2 separate regions of the Gasterosteus aculeatus genome follow, and region 1 is linked to region 2. A link is a contact called in public Hi-C data. All regions are on one chromosome and are shown on one strand. The core of a region is the stretch at or near the end of the contact, and the rest is flanking DNA. Distances in the headings are between cores, read along the strand shown.

Region 1 (7,165 bases), core at 3,844-6,343, 100 kb after region 2:
CAATGTATTGTTTGATGTCTTAAATTCCTCAGTGTTTCAAAAGCAACTTTCCTCCTCACCTCGCTGCACATCAGTGACAGACAGAGACCTGGTGACTGTTGCCATGGAGACCAATCACACCCTGATGGCTAATTTGCACCTCTGCAGGAAAAGGCTGCACAGAACAGGAAGCTCACATTGAGCCGCAGAGAAAAAGAAAAGAAAGCAAATACTACTAAAAAATGTGAACAGGCACCTGTTTGCTGAATGGGCCTACCCCCCCCCCCCATGATCCCGTGTACCACAGTAAGAGATAACACCAAAACCACTGGAAAAACATGAAAAACAGCAGCAAATAGACACAAAAAACATTAGAGACTTGACTATGAAAAGGAGAAAAAAAAGAGACACATAAAAACGACGACTACGAGGAGCCAAAAAAAGCCTATAAAGAGACCAAATGAACTGCAAAGAGACCGAGACTCCCACTTAAATCATGGGAGGCAGGAAATCATATTTAATTATTGGCTCATCGTCTAACTCCTCATCAAAGCTGGGTCACACCAGGATAGGAAGCCGCTGAGTCAAATACATCAAAGACCCTGGAACAAAGGCTTCGCTAAACTGCATATAAAAAGGAATTCACTCCCATTCAGATCTATGGATTACGGAGCAGACGTGGCTCCTCGGTGGACAGCAGCGCTTATCTCGTGCAAACGCTACTTCCTCATAACAGCTGTCTGTCAAGTTCACACCAAAACAACTTATACAACTTATGGCTCTTGAATTTTTGTACAATTTCCAAATGTAAAACCTTGCTGTCATGTCAGAGTATTCCCATCTGATTGCATTGTAACCATGTGATGCATTCAGCAGAGCGCTCTCTCGTCGTGTGTATCCATTATTGGGAAACATCTTACTGGAGGGGAACTTCCTAATCGGCAAATTCACGGGTTATGTCTGCTTGTGATCCGCTAAAATGTTGGTTATCTGCATGGAACGTCAATACTTTCCACACATTCCTGTTAAATTCCCAGGTAAAGTTAACAAATGCCCCCACGTGTGTCTGTGGCTTTGGTTTGAACAGTCTCACCTCTAGAGCTCCACTCTCGCGGAGGCTTGTTTCCCGTCGCGTCGTCTCCAGCAAGAGAGCGTTTAGTGTTTGTTCAGCGAGAAACTTCAAAGCATACATCTGAAAGAAAAGAGAAGAAGTGTGTGGGGGGGGGGGGGGGCTTCCATCAGGAGGGGGGGAAATAATGACGGAGGGACGCCTGAGGTGAAGCGCCGTCACGTCTCTGAGGACATACAGGTCTGCCTGTCGGTATCCAAAGCTGGTGTTTAGGCGTTTAGTCTTTAAGTTGATTTTAGAGTTTGACAAAAAGGTAAACTGGCCTTTTTAAGCTTTCATTTTCTTTCACCCTAACACCCCCCCCCCCCTCCCCAAAAGGCTCAGAGCTGAGGGCCACGTTTCCGTGGTAACGATCGGTGGCACAGAACGAAACAAACAGTGAAAACATGGCTCATAATTTGTGGTTCCCTGACAATGTCGCGGTTGGAGCAAATGGAAGGGACCGAGATTTAGGAGACCGCATGACTTGGAAATATACAGCTAGTGAAGACGACGGGAGTCTCAAAGTCTCCTTCCAACGGGGGAGGAGAAAAGTTACTCCTTCCCCTGAACAAGGGAGAGATGAGTCTCACTCAGTCGGCCCTCCAGGCTCTCTCACAGTCCAGATGACTCACCTCTCCGCCTGCCTCTAACCTTTGTGGGTAATAACTGTAATAACGGGTGAGGAATTAATCTGCAGATGCTTTTCAAACTTTTCCCTGGAGGTCAGTGTTTGAGATGCAATGAAGGCCAAAGAACAGACGAGGAAAAGGGCTGATTTGAGTCCGAACGGCCCTGACCGCCGCATAGTGACCCCCCGGTGGCCCTTAGCGGATCCTAGTGGATCCTCGTTAAAAAGGCAGCAGAATCAACTAAAAGTTGCTGTCCCTGAGGGCTAAAGCTCACCTGCACCACACGCACGCACACACACACACACACACACACACTGAGCAGCAGCGGGAAACGCTGTGCAACCCTCTCCAGGCGTTAGCCCGCGCCGAGCTTCTTTACTTGTCTGGTTACGTTGCTTTGTGACAGCCATCAACGCGGGGCTCCATGTCTTTATTCCCCGCTATCTGCAGACAGATCGGCTTCAAATGGACCCAGTGGTTTCCACTCAGGAAGGCCCTCCACCTCACCGCCGGCTTTGTCCTCCCCCCACTGCGTCACGTCCCCAGAACTCATTGCAACCGGTTTATCAACCGGTTGGATTTCCTCCCCTGAAGAGTCGGGTCTTGTCCCGGAGTATTCAGCGCTGAGCCAATGAGCCTCGCACACATTGAAGGAAGTGTAAATGAGTTCTCAGAATAGCGACGGATTACTTTCTAAATGAAAACTATGGCCTCTTATCTCATTGTTTAGAGTATCGTGAGTTATTATTATGAGATAGCGTGACGTGAACGAGGTGTCACAGCCCGACAAACTTAACAAATGAAGCGATTCATCATCCGCAAACGTTTCTAAACAAGCCAAAGAAAAGAATGTGCAAAGGGAGACCAAAAGCCCAACAACGATGAACCAAAAGGGATCCGTAGTCGTAGCCTTAATGTTCCCTACATGTTACTGCAATGGAAGCTGTGAGCTGAGGGTCGGCTCCTGTGGGGCCGAGGTGCTGGAGCTGGAACTCAAACAGGCGGAGGCTTGACGAGAAGCAGGCCCGCTGCCCTCTGGGGGGGAGGACGGCGTGGAAGGACGGCGGGGTGGGAGGGGGGGGTCGCAGCTCATAACGCAGTGAGATGCAACCCGAGACCCACTGCGCCCTCAAACCGCAGCGGCGCTAAAGCCGACCGAGGGCCCGCGGGAAGCACCCGGTGGGTGTCACGGTGTCTGCGTTGGTCGGAGCGGAGCGGAGGCGTGTCCCGCGTCCCTCCCCGGGGGAGGACGGCTTCACAGGAAGTGCACAGGCGGCGCCGGTTGCGGGGTTTCATCTCGTGGACCGTTTGTGGTTAAACTTCAGATTGCTTATCTGGGTCAGTGCTGGTAAAGCACTTTTTAAATACCTCAAAAAATCCACTAATCTCTGTAAAATGTCTGAAATAGCCGCCATCGTGTGCGAGCAGCCAGGAGGGGATTGTGGGGGCTGAAAGGCGTTCTCTGTTATATTTAATGTGTTTCACTGTGGAGACTAAAAACAGAAACTTCTCAATGGCATTACGTTGAATCTGCAGGGAATATAGAGGTACTTCTAACTGGACACGATGATGATGCAAGAAGAAGAATGACACGTGAACATTAATAAGAATGAGAAGAGAGAAACTCTGCATAAATGAGTGCTGACACCTATTTCCTCTCCACTTTGAGAACTGATTTCTGCACGATGTGTCGTGCGCCACGTTGCTGCTGCTTTCTCTTGATGCTTTAAGGAAGGTGTGGAGTGCAGCAGAGAATATGAACTTCTTCTTTTTTCGCCGTTGCCATGCCTCCGAGATGTTTTAATGATAAACAACGCCTCCTCCCCGCTGGCACCGTTAAAGCCGGTCCAAACTGTCAAAAAAAAAAAACTGCTGTAAAAAAACAGTGGAAATCTGGCAGAGATGGATTCGCCGAACCTCCTGCAGGCCTCACCGCCGGCAGGCCTGAATGTGGACCATTGTTGTTCCACTGTTGACTACTTACTCTGGTTCCTGCTGCGACGGCATGAATATCCAAATAGGAAAGATAACGGCGGACTAATAAAAACCCTGTTTTTAATCGTTGCTGCGGCGTGGGATTGTGGGACGGGGTTATCTCCTTCTCTTTCCAAAAGAACAGTTCCAGTGTTGCCTAAAGGAGACGAGACAGGAAGCACGGACGCAGCTTTCCTCCGCGTTCATAGAACTGGACCAGATGTAATCTTGGCCTCAGAGTTCACGGTGACTTTCCCGACCTTTCTTCGCGGGGTCAACGGTTGGTCGCAACTTGTGTTTGCGCCAAAGGGTTCTCCATCCATGGAGAAATGTCTCCATGGTCGGCCGCGTGGAGTTCGTCGGCAGGGCGTCAGGTGTGAGAAGGCGGAGCTAAAGAAGAAGGTGATCACGTGGAGCCTTCATCGCCGTGAGTGGAAGACGATTCGTCGGGATCGTTTGTTTGATCTGATCAACAGCATCTCCTCCGACCTCCACCTGATGAGACAGCAGGTCTACGCCCACGATCTGTGGATTCTAGTCCAGATTATGGAGATTAGAAACAGATGTCCACGCTGGGCCAGAAACATTCGTATAATTACTTACTGGACATTCTTTTTTGCCGCCCCTTTTCATGTGAATTCAGGGTCGCGGTGACAAAAGAAAAACATGGAATACAACTGAGCTCATGTTGCTTCATGAGCTCAGCTCAGGGGGGGGGGCATGATTTTTTCTGTCTGTGCGTTTTTGTGGTTTGAATCCCGTTGTTCACACCATCGCATTACAAACCCTCGGATACATTTACGGACGCTCCGTGTGCTGTTGTGTCCGTTTACATCTCTTGAGGGGAAGCAGAGCCAGATGAGTTATTTATCCCGTCTGTCTTCGAGCAACTTTGAGCTCTTCCCGCTTACATTGGGGAGGCGAGTCGAGGGGCCAGCCCACATGGGGGGAGGGTTTTTTTTCAGTACTTACTTTTACTTATGTCAGATTTTTAAATGGACTTGTAAAATAGTATATAAACATTTTGTAATAATAGTTTTTGGGGGACTGAATAAAGGTCTTTGTCATGAAGTCTGAGCGTCTCAACTCCTAAATGTACCTGTGTTTTCTTTTCCTAAAATAAAGGGTCAAGACTGAGAGTAAATCCTGGCATGTGATGGATTTTTTTGGTGGTTTAAGTAGCAGTAGTAATATTTTATTTCTAAACTTTAACGTTGTCACACATAATCTCAGTATTAACCAGCAGCCCTTAAAGGCAACATCAACTCCAAACGCTATTACCGTAAAACGTGTGGATTTATTTTTAAATCAAATGAATACTGCCACGTACTGGTGAAAACACAGCGATGCACCAGGTATTTATGTTGTACTCATGGAGAAATAACTCATGAGGCCCCCGAGGATTATATGACCAGATTAAGAAGTAAGAGTGAAGTCTATAATCACAATTTAAAACACTTAAACTAATCTGTATAATAGTCATTATTACGGGAAACATACGTGTTTGATTAGACAATCAAAAATGATCAATTAGAAGGTTGTCATCAAATTAGTTAGAGTTTTGTGTTTTGAATTAAATTTGATCATTTACTGATTCGTTTTGATCCGATGCGGACATTGAAAGCTTTTGTCCATAAACTGATTTTACATTATTAACTAAATTTTTTATTGACTTTGGAAGCTTTTGCTCACAAAAACAACCTGCTTGAATATCTCACTGTGCCTATGTTAGAAGATTGACAAAACAATTAATCGATAAACGACAAAGGGCTTATTCAATAATTATATATTTAAAACGTTTGTAATAAATCCATCTATTTTTTGTATCTATTAGTTTGCATTCTTCTGCTACGTATTGTATTGGTATTTTCAGACGTGTTTGGCTCATACAAAAACCGAAAGAAAATCAGGCATTAACGAGCCGTACTGAACGCGTGAGCGAGGAGCCCGGACTGAGCGAAGGCCCTCAAGCCCTCTGACGTGTAATTCAGGCGCCGGGTAGCGGTGGTTTCTCGGGTCAGCTCGGAGGCTTCTTTTTTGGAGGACAGCTGAATCATGGCCCTGAGGGTGATCCGGCTGATCGCCCCGTCGGGGGCGACTGCTCTTAAAGGGGTGAACGTTGCACCGAAGGTAAGAGCAGGAAACACGCGCACATCTGCTCCGGTCCGGTGGGTCAAGTTTACAAGGGCAAGCTAGCACCGCTAGCTAGCTGCACTAGCATCACACTCGGGCGCCTGCGGGCCAGCTGTCAGTTTGTTCGTAAAGTCACTGGCAGTTGAGAGTTAAGAAAACTTACATGTGTGTAAGCAGTATTAACGTGTGTATACCATATGTTTATGTATGTATTAAGCAATACGCTTCGAGAGGCTCTACTTTATCGTCAATAATGTCACAGTTCGAGGGTGTTGTTCGGTGTTACGTCCCTACTGGTTTCTGCCTCGGTCGCCTGATTCGTCACGCATTCACAAACCTATTGCAGAACATTTTACAAAACGCATCACGCATCCACTGCAGCAGTACCGATTGTACGTAAGTGAGCACCACATCACTGACGCGTATGAAGAAATACATTGAAGAAAATCTATTTATTGAAATATTGTAACAATCTGGATTCGAACCCTGTCGAGCAAAACTATAAAGGATCCAAAGGCAGACGTGCTACGCAGCCCGCAGCTCATCAGGATCCAGAAGGAGAAGAAACACAACATGCTGCCTCTCACCACACACACATTTTGATTAGCGCGAATCTCCTTTACTGACGGTTATACAGCGACGTACATCACGACCACTTACGAAGAAATACATTTAAGACAATACGATAGACCAGATTGGAACGCTACATTGTAAATCACCATATCTTACCTGTTGGTGGTTGGTGGCTAACCATAGTGCAGCTTAATGAACTAAGTCAATTTACTTCGTTGTATCTCACACACACTATGAATACGTGTTGTGTGTCTATAAACACTGCCCATTGTAAAGCTAATAAATACAAAGGACACGTACAGTACGCGATACGTACACGCAACCTATATGGTACCACTATACAGTAAGGTGCATGTAGGAGCTTTGAGGGTTGAGCATCCGGTGGAGAGAAACCGAGACGGCTGGTGTGCGAGTTGTTGCCCCTGGCAACGCTTTTTTTAAGACGGGAGCAGCGAGCTGCGCTGCTGGTGTTGTTGATGCAGGTCTGACCTTCTGCAGCCGGCCATCCAAATGTTATTGTGATGACTTGTAAAATACAGCCAGTCGGGACGACCTGGATAAGAATTCGCACAAATAAACGCTGGGACTCGGCCCCTTCTGGACCTTCCCCTGGAGGCAGTTGGAGTCATCTGAGGTTGTGTGTTTTTATTGATCGCAGGAAATGTAATACTGTCTACAGCTTTAACAGATGGTCCATGCGTGGAAGTGGGCACATGATTTACTCCCTGAAGTTTGGAGAGTTTGTTATCATGGTCGGATAACGGTT
Region 2 (7,410 bases), core at 229-2,728:
GACCTCTGCGTTCCTCCGGGCCAGAGTGCACGCCTGCGGCACAGAGTCACGCTGCTTACGCCAGCCGACGCTCGACCATTCAGAGGCCCCGCCCCCCTCCCGTCCTCAACAGTGATATCAAGCTACAGCGAGTGTTCAGTAGAATCATTTATTATTATCTTAGTCCCTCTAAAGTTTTATGAGCATTGCAGCCAAGTGGTTTTAGCTTTAATTATCCGGTGATCTCATCAGACTTGTATATTTGACGCCGTGCGACGTTGGCGTGCGTTCTCCTCGTTACGTCACCTTGAGGAAAGCCTCTTTCTGCTCCAGATGTTTGCTGATCAGAGGCAGGAGGTGCTCGCAGTCCGCCGACGCTCCCACTTTGTCGTGGCTGCCGCACCAGTCCTCATCGCGGCGGTACTCCTGCTCCAGGCTCTCCAGCACGCTGCACACCTGCAGCCACGCCACGGGTCAGCCCCGGCCTCCGGACACGGCTTTGTGCGTGTGCGTGCGCGTGTGTGTGTGTGTGTGTGTGTCAGACCTGTTCGGACGTCTTGTAAAAGGCCACCGACGCGTTGACGAGCTTCAGCCGGTCCTCCATCTTCAGCATCAGCTGCTGCCAGTGAACCGCCACCTTCTCCGCGCAGCCTCGGATCGCCTCCGGATCGTAGTGGCCTGCCTGCAGCATCATCTGCAGGAGGAGCAGGAGGAGCAGGAGGAGCAGGAGGGGAGGGAATGGAGACATTCAGGAATGCAGTGAGCAGGATAACGCAGGGCACTCAGTGGGGGGGCGGCGGCGAAGAGCAGGAGTTCACCTCAGCCTTCTGCTGGACCTGCAAGGCGCTCTGGTGGGTCTTCTGGAGGGAGTTGGCATGGAAGAGAGACTGGAGGGAGAGGAGGAGGAGGCGATAACCATTGGTTCATTAGCCTTTAGCCGCTCTTCTCTCATTTAACTCGTGACACACACACACACACACACATGCAAATTCAAGCCGGTTTTCTGCAAACCCCACGATGTTCGTTTTGTAAATGACGGACCATCTAGAGTCAAATAGAACATAAAGCAGGGGCGGCTTAAGGGCGGGGCTTACTGTGATTGACAGAAGCAAAGGATTCAATTCGTCTAAAACCAACAGCCACTTTTTATCCGTCTATTCTTGATTCCCTCTACAAATACGAAGGCAATGCTTTCTTGTAAAAGAATAACACTCTTAATCCGGCAATTTGTGATGGAGAATCGTTTAAAGTGTAAAATCAATATGGGGCTTGTAGCATAAGTGACAAATGACAACATAAGACGACTTGATAAAAACAATACTAATGCATTTATTTCAGCTTTATACCGTTTCTGTTCAGGAGATTTTTTTTTGTATTTACATTTTTTTTTTTTGCCGTGCCGTGAGGTTGCGGGGGGGGGGGGGGGGGGGGGGCAGGGTGGCCATTCTCTGACCAATGGTGGCCATGGCCACGCCCCTGGTGGGGGGTGTTTTTATGAAGTCTGTTACATTCCATTACTCCAAACAGGCCCCGCCTCCTTTGCTTGAACGTAACAACGTTCTAAAACACGAATGTACGACTTTTATTATTCATGCGTGTGTTTCACATCAGTCTGGTGGAGGATGCTGGACTCACACGGTGTAGCGTGCGTGCATGTGTGCGTGCGTGTGTGTGTGTGCGTGCGTGTGCGCTTAGAACAGTGCTGACCAACAGCCTTCTTCTACTCCCTGTGAGTGCTTACACACCTCTGGAGTCAACTTTTAAAAGGAGCGCCAGGAGTGACACACGCGCACACACACACACACACACACACACACACACACACAAACCACATGTGTGAGCATCTGTTTCTCTTCAAAATCAATACAGAATCAAATGATTATGGAGGCCTGGTCAACAGTGTGTGTGTGTGTGTGTGTGTCTCAGAGACTCATCTGCTACTATTCAAACCTGATGCACGCTGAAATCATTATGACTCAAGTACAGTAAGCCTGGTCCGGGCAGCGATGATTGGGGTGCGTGTGTGTGTGTGTGTGTGTGTGTGTGTGTGTACCTCTATGGCCATCTGGAACTGCTCATGCTCCCTCTGCAGCTGCTCGGCCTCAGACAGAGAGCTGGCGTTCACCATGCTGGCGTTCAACATGGACTCCCCGTTACGGATCCAACCCAACACCTATTAGAGAGACACACAAGAGTTACATTGGGATTTTACAAACGACTGGCGTCGGGGTTCCTGTCCGAAGACGAACGGGTTGTTTTGGGTGGACCAGGAGAATAAAATCCACACTGACTGACTGAGGTTAATCAACGGAGCAGCTGGACATGAGGGACACCAGAATGAGCTTTCTTTCAAATCCGTGTCCCTCATCCGACACTTCGTGGAGCAGCAGGAGGTGAAGGAGAAGTTGAGAAAAGGAAAGTGAGCGTAGAGAGAATCCAACCTCTCGTTGTACAATTCTATCCAAAGCAGAACCACACATCCAAGTTTTTTAATTCATCCATAGCGTAAAATGACGAATGCTGTGTCCCCTTAGAAATGGGCTCCTGCAAGGGATTGTGGGACGGCATTCCCCTCCTTTGCATTGGTAGAGGGCGCTCAAGTGTTTCCTACGCCAAAGGAGACGAGAAAGGAAGCATGGTAGCATCATAGTCGCCATAAAGAAGCTCAAGACGGACAGCATGGATCCCAGGCGAGTCAAGGGCGAGGTCCTTGAACCCCGGCGTGGTATGATGTCATACCTCCTTAAAGAAGGATCGGTGGCGCGGCAGCTTTTCCTGAGGGTGAGCCGCGGTGAATGAACTCCTGAGCCAATATTAGACCACCGCATATTGTTGGAATGGAGCCTAAACCTGTAGAATGCGCAGTGACCACATTGAGCCACCAGAGGGCTCCTCCGACTGCAGAACGTCCAGTGAGCGATCCAGAAGGTGAAGGTGATCGGTGCCTAGAACACGCCTCATGTTTTCACTTATGAGCCGGACTGCTGAGATTAAACCCGCCCACATTAGTAATGCTAATTGCTTTTCGTTTGTTTATGGAACTCTAGAAAGGCAAATTACAGTTAATAAGGAAGGGTGAGAGAGCAGCAGAAGAGATGTGTGTGCGTGCGGGCTGTTAGCACGTCGCCATAAAGCTCATAAATGATTCAGCTGGATCCATCTGTAGCAGCAGCGTGCTTCCTGTCTCCAACAACAGCGTGTTCACATTCCCGTCTGCAGAAGCGTCTTTGCAACCAGGACCCACGAGCCGTCTCCTCGGCTTTGGCCGCGTGTTGTTCTCGTCATTTCGAAATGAGATTTTCTTCTTTCTAATAATAAAATCCGATCGTATTATTTCCTTTTCAGAGTTTTCCCATCTCCTCCGGCTCGGAGTGAACGCCCCCGATGTGATTTAGATAAATACTTTCAAATCAAAAGACGACTCCGGTGCAACGCTGGAAATGATGCACGTGTTGGCCTCCGAGGGGGGTGACGACATGTCTTCAGTGCAGCGCCGGCGACCTACCTGCTTGACCTCGGCCTGCAGGTGGCGCAGCTGCAGGATCTGCTCCAGCCGCGCGTGCGTGAGCTGCGCGTTGAGCTCCACCTCCTGCTGCTTCTCGTGGAGGAACTCCAACAGCTCCTGGACCTGAGAGGCCAAGTCCATGTCCTTCTCCCCCGTCAGCTCGATGCCTGCCACACACACACACACACACACACACACACACACACAAGGTGTGAGGGTCACGTTCGTTACGGGCCAAATACAGTCCTCTCCAGGGACGGATGGGGGAGGGTTTTGTGATGTTTTGGATGATCTCGTTCGTATTAATTCCCGTGCAGCTCTGTAAAGGCAGGATTAACAAACCATCCCTTTTGTGGAGGTGTGTCTAGCGTTGATGCTGAGCTAAGCGCGGATACCAGCGGCACAGCGAGTAGCTTGGGGAGCAATGAGTCCTCAGCAACAGACTCCAGACTAGGAACCCAAATGTTCACAATTCAGAGGGTGAGGTCACGATGACGAGTAAACGCCTCTTTGATCCTCTCCTGGAGCGGATTACTTCATTAATATTACACGGTTTTCACGTCTGAGCTGCAGATGTTTGACTTTTTGAAGCATTGAATAACAATTAGTGTGGGTCTCTCTCTACTCGAGTCCGGTAACTATTGCCAGAGGATGGGCTGAGTGTGTGTGTGTTGTATGAGGATTATTTCACCTAATTCTCTCCCCGTCCCTCCCAACACGCTTCTCTTTGTGCTTTAATTTTCACGGTACTGCCAAAGCCTCGGGGCTCCCTCTCCTCCTCGCTGCTCAGAGCACAGCTGTAAATCCAGATGTGGATCCCAGGAAAGCCAAAGGAATCCAAATGGAAAAGCGGTTTGACCACTTAGTGTACACAATGTAATTGTGTGAGCTCGCTTTCCTTTGATGGAATCAATATTCTAAGTGGAAATGAACATGAAATGCGTCACTTCTCGGTTCAGATGTTTCGATGAGAGGAAGAAGCATGATGACCTATAAATGTAAATGCAATAGACTGCTTCTTGTATTATTATCATGATTGTGACGCCAGCAATGCTGTACTCAATGTATACATTTACACAGATTGAAATGGTAATTTTGCCTTTTAATATATACAGTATATATAAGTAGTATCTTCTGTATCAAGTATTAAACTCAAAGAGCAGCCGCTGTATGTGTGTGTGTGTGTGTGTGTGTTCTACCTGAGGCCTGGACCTCCATGATGTACTGGTGCAGGTCTTGACCCTGCTGCATCACTTCGTAGGTCATGTTGTTCATGGCCGCCTTCCTCTCGGCGTGGCGCTTCAGCCGCTGCTCTGCCAGGCCGATGTCCTCCGCGCCGGCCGACGAGGCTCCGCCTCCGCCGCTGCCCGAGCCGCTGCCCGAGCCGCTGCCCGATCGGCCGGTGTCGCTCAGCTGACGAGACAGATCCTCGTTCCAGGCGTCCAACTCCGCCGTGACCTGCAGGGGTGGAAGTTTCTGGCTTTAATTAGCTCTCATCAGCGGCTGCTTAATTTGCACGTTTTTACAAGAAAATGAGTAAGTCAGGTACAACCTTTTGGGCGAGAGCTCCTCATCGGGTTGTTCTGTGAGCTTATCACAATACTCTAATATTTAGGGTTTAAATCCCAACAACGTTCCAACTAGGAATAATTGTCTGAGACGATAGCTCGTTTGAGGCGGCACGGTGGTTTGCACTGTCACTGGTCACAGCAAGAAGGTCCTGGGTTCCACTCCGCCCAGTGGTGTGGAGTCTGCATGTTCTCCCCGTGTCTGCGTGGGTTCTCTCTGGGTTCTCCGGCTTCCTCCCACAGTCCAAATACATGCTCTGGGGATCAGGTTGATTGGGGACTCTAAATTGCCCGTAGGTGTGTGAATGTGAGTGTGAATGGTCGTTGGTCTCTGTGTGGCCCTGCGATTGGCTGGCGACCACCCCAGGGTGAACCCCGTCTATCGCCTGAAGTTGGCTGGGATGGACTCCAGCCCCCCGCGACCCCGTGAGCAGGATAAGTGGTTTGACGATGGATAGCTTGTTTGAATTTTGTATAAAATTCCTAGACCGTGGCGCTGACTGCAAACACATTTTCTGTGCTTCATTGGTGGCCTCATTAAAAATAATCAAAAGCATGTTAAGCATCTTTTCTAGGTTTGTGTGTTAGAGTGAAATATTTCAACCAAAAGTTCAACAGTAATTTGCTGCAAAAAAAGGTTTGATCATCTGCTCGAGCAAAAGAAGAACAACTGGGGACCTAAAGCGGAGCTCTGCGGTACTCCGCAGCAGATCCCAATGGGCTCCCAGAACCCGCGTGAGTCCACCGGGGTATCGAAACCGACACACGCTCACGCCCTCTCACCTCTATGGTGTACTGCTCGAAAATGCGGAGCTGGAGGAAGATGTCCAGCTTGATTTTGCGTTCGTGGAAGAGTTCCTCCATCTGGCCCTGGGCCTCGTCCAGCTGCTGCAGCACCCCCTGGATGTGTGCGATGGAACTGCAGTGAGGTGTCTTATTGGTCGACATGGCTGCATCTCTGTGGATAGAGGAAGAGAGACGGATGGAGACGATGCAGCAAAAAGGGCCCCGAACACAAGCCCTCCCTCGCCGTAAGGAGCGCTTGTTTTTATCCATAATATCTCTTTTCCCCGGTTTTAAAGGCTGTCATGTGATTTCGTTTCATTCTCTTGCCTTTACCCCAACAATATTGTTCTCTTCATAATTTACTTTTAAATGGTTAATGTTAATGCAGACGTGGATCCGCATTCACACTTCGACTGAAGTTCTTTCCCTCACAACTATTATTATTGTATTGTCCTTTAAAAATAGCAAACAAAAAATGATTACAAACACATTAATCCGTACTTAATATGGTAATCTGTCTTCCTTGAGTGGCTGAATGAAAATTACTTTTTAATGACATTTTAAGTCTAAATATTATTACCTGAGCTGTTGCATTAATCCATCTCTGTGCTTAATAACATTATGAATATTAACATCCTTCCCTCTCGGAACACCATTTCTATGGGAATGGAATTATTACCTGAGCTGCTGTATCAATTCCTCTCCCTCTTTAATCACGTTGAGCGTTGCCTCCAGCGTGGCCGTCTGCTGCTGCTGGAACTGCTGGATCAGAGTCTGCACCGAGTCCACCGAGTCGCAGCACACTTCGTCCAACAGCTGCTTCTGCAGCTCCTCCATCCACGACCACAGCTGGACACACGGGGACGGACACACACGGAGACGCGTCACTAGAAGCGGGGACTCTCCCAATGAGCACAAGGTCTTAAATGACTGGATGTAGAAAACGACACGAAAAGAACTCCACAAATTGTGGCGGTATGTCCTTTTGGAACTCAAACACATAATTAGCAGAAAGTTTTGATTAATAATTCAATTAGACGGAACTCTGAGGCAGCAGGATGTCTGGGCGTGTGTGTGTGTGCGCCCCACCTCCTTGGTGTGTGTGTGGAAGGACACGGACATGTCGAGCAGCAGCTTCCTGTGTTCCACCCGGCGGACAAAGTCCTGGATTCGGACTTCCAGGTGCCGGGCCGCCTTGTAGATCTCCTCGGGGTCGCACTCGCCCGTCTGAGCCAGCTGCTCGGCGGCCTCCAGCAGCTTGTCTGCATTAGTGTACGTGTTCTGAGCGGGGGGGGGAGAGGGGCACCTTCATCATCATCATCATCACCATCATCATCATTGCAATCTTCCTCAACAGCAACACCATCAACCAGGTATCAACATCTGTCCTTCAGATTCAACACGTTTTTTAATCTTCATCATCTTCACTCTTTACCACAAAAAAGGACGGTCAGAATTTGTCATTTTTTTTATTTGCAAAGGTTGATCATTAAGCAGAATACTATTCTATGGTCTCTCATTTGAATGATATACTATCATATTTTAATCAACAGAGGTTTTATATTTCTAACT

What was found. Hi-C and Micro-C count contacts between places; a contact is called where the count stands out from the background.
Region 1: a contact with region 2 is called in a Hi-C map of skeletal muscle, with 3 times the contacts expected there. The contact joins the promoter of ndufa10 here to the enhancer-like site in region 2. A contact is called at or near these places in 4 of 6 Hi-C or Micro-C datasets (skeletal muscle, tail fin and whole body).

What each region holds. Positions count from the first base shown.
Region 1 is chr16:18,234,158-18,241,322 of fGasAcu3.hap1.1, forward strand. It overlaps ndufa10 (NADH:ubiquinone oxidoreductase subunit A10), which reads left to right and starts at 5,094. Exons shown (of 11, transcript XM_040200870.2): 1 at 5,094-5,116; 2 at 5,567-5,823. The coding sequence starts at 5,749.
Region 2 is chr16:18,138,198-18,145,607 of fGasAcu3.hap1.1, forward strand. kalrna (kalirin RhoGEF kinase a) reads right to left here. Exons shown (of 66, transcript XM_078090612.1): 15 at 6,928-7,119; 16 at 6,518-6,687; 17 at 5,836-6,010; 18 at 4,684-4,942; 19 at 3,485-3,651; 20 at 2,033-2,152; 21 at 798-866; 22 at 524-673; 23 at 286-435; 24 at 1-33. Among protein-coding and RNA genes, the nearest start is that of kalrna, 34 kb to the right of the region's middle. Within about 2 kb of position 1,479, at least 2 of the 9 cell types and tissues checked have open chromatin away from gene starts, as enhancers often do.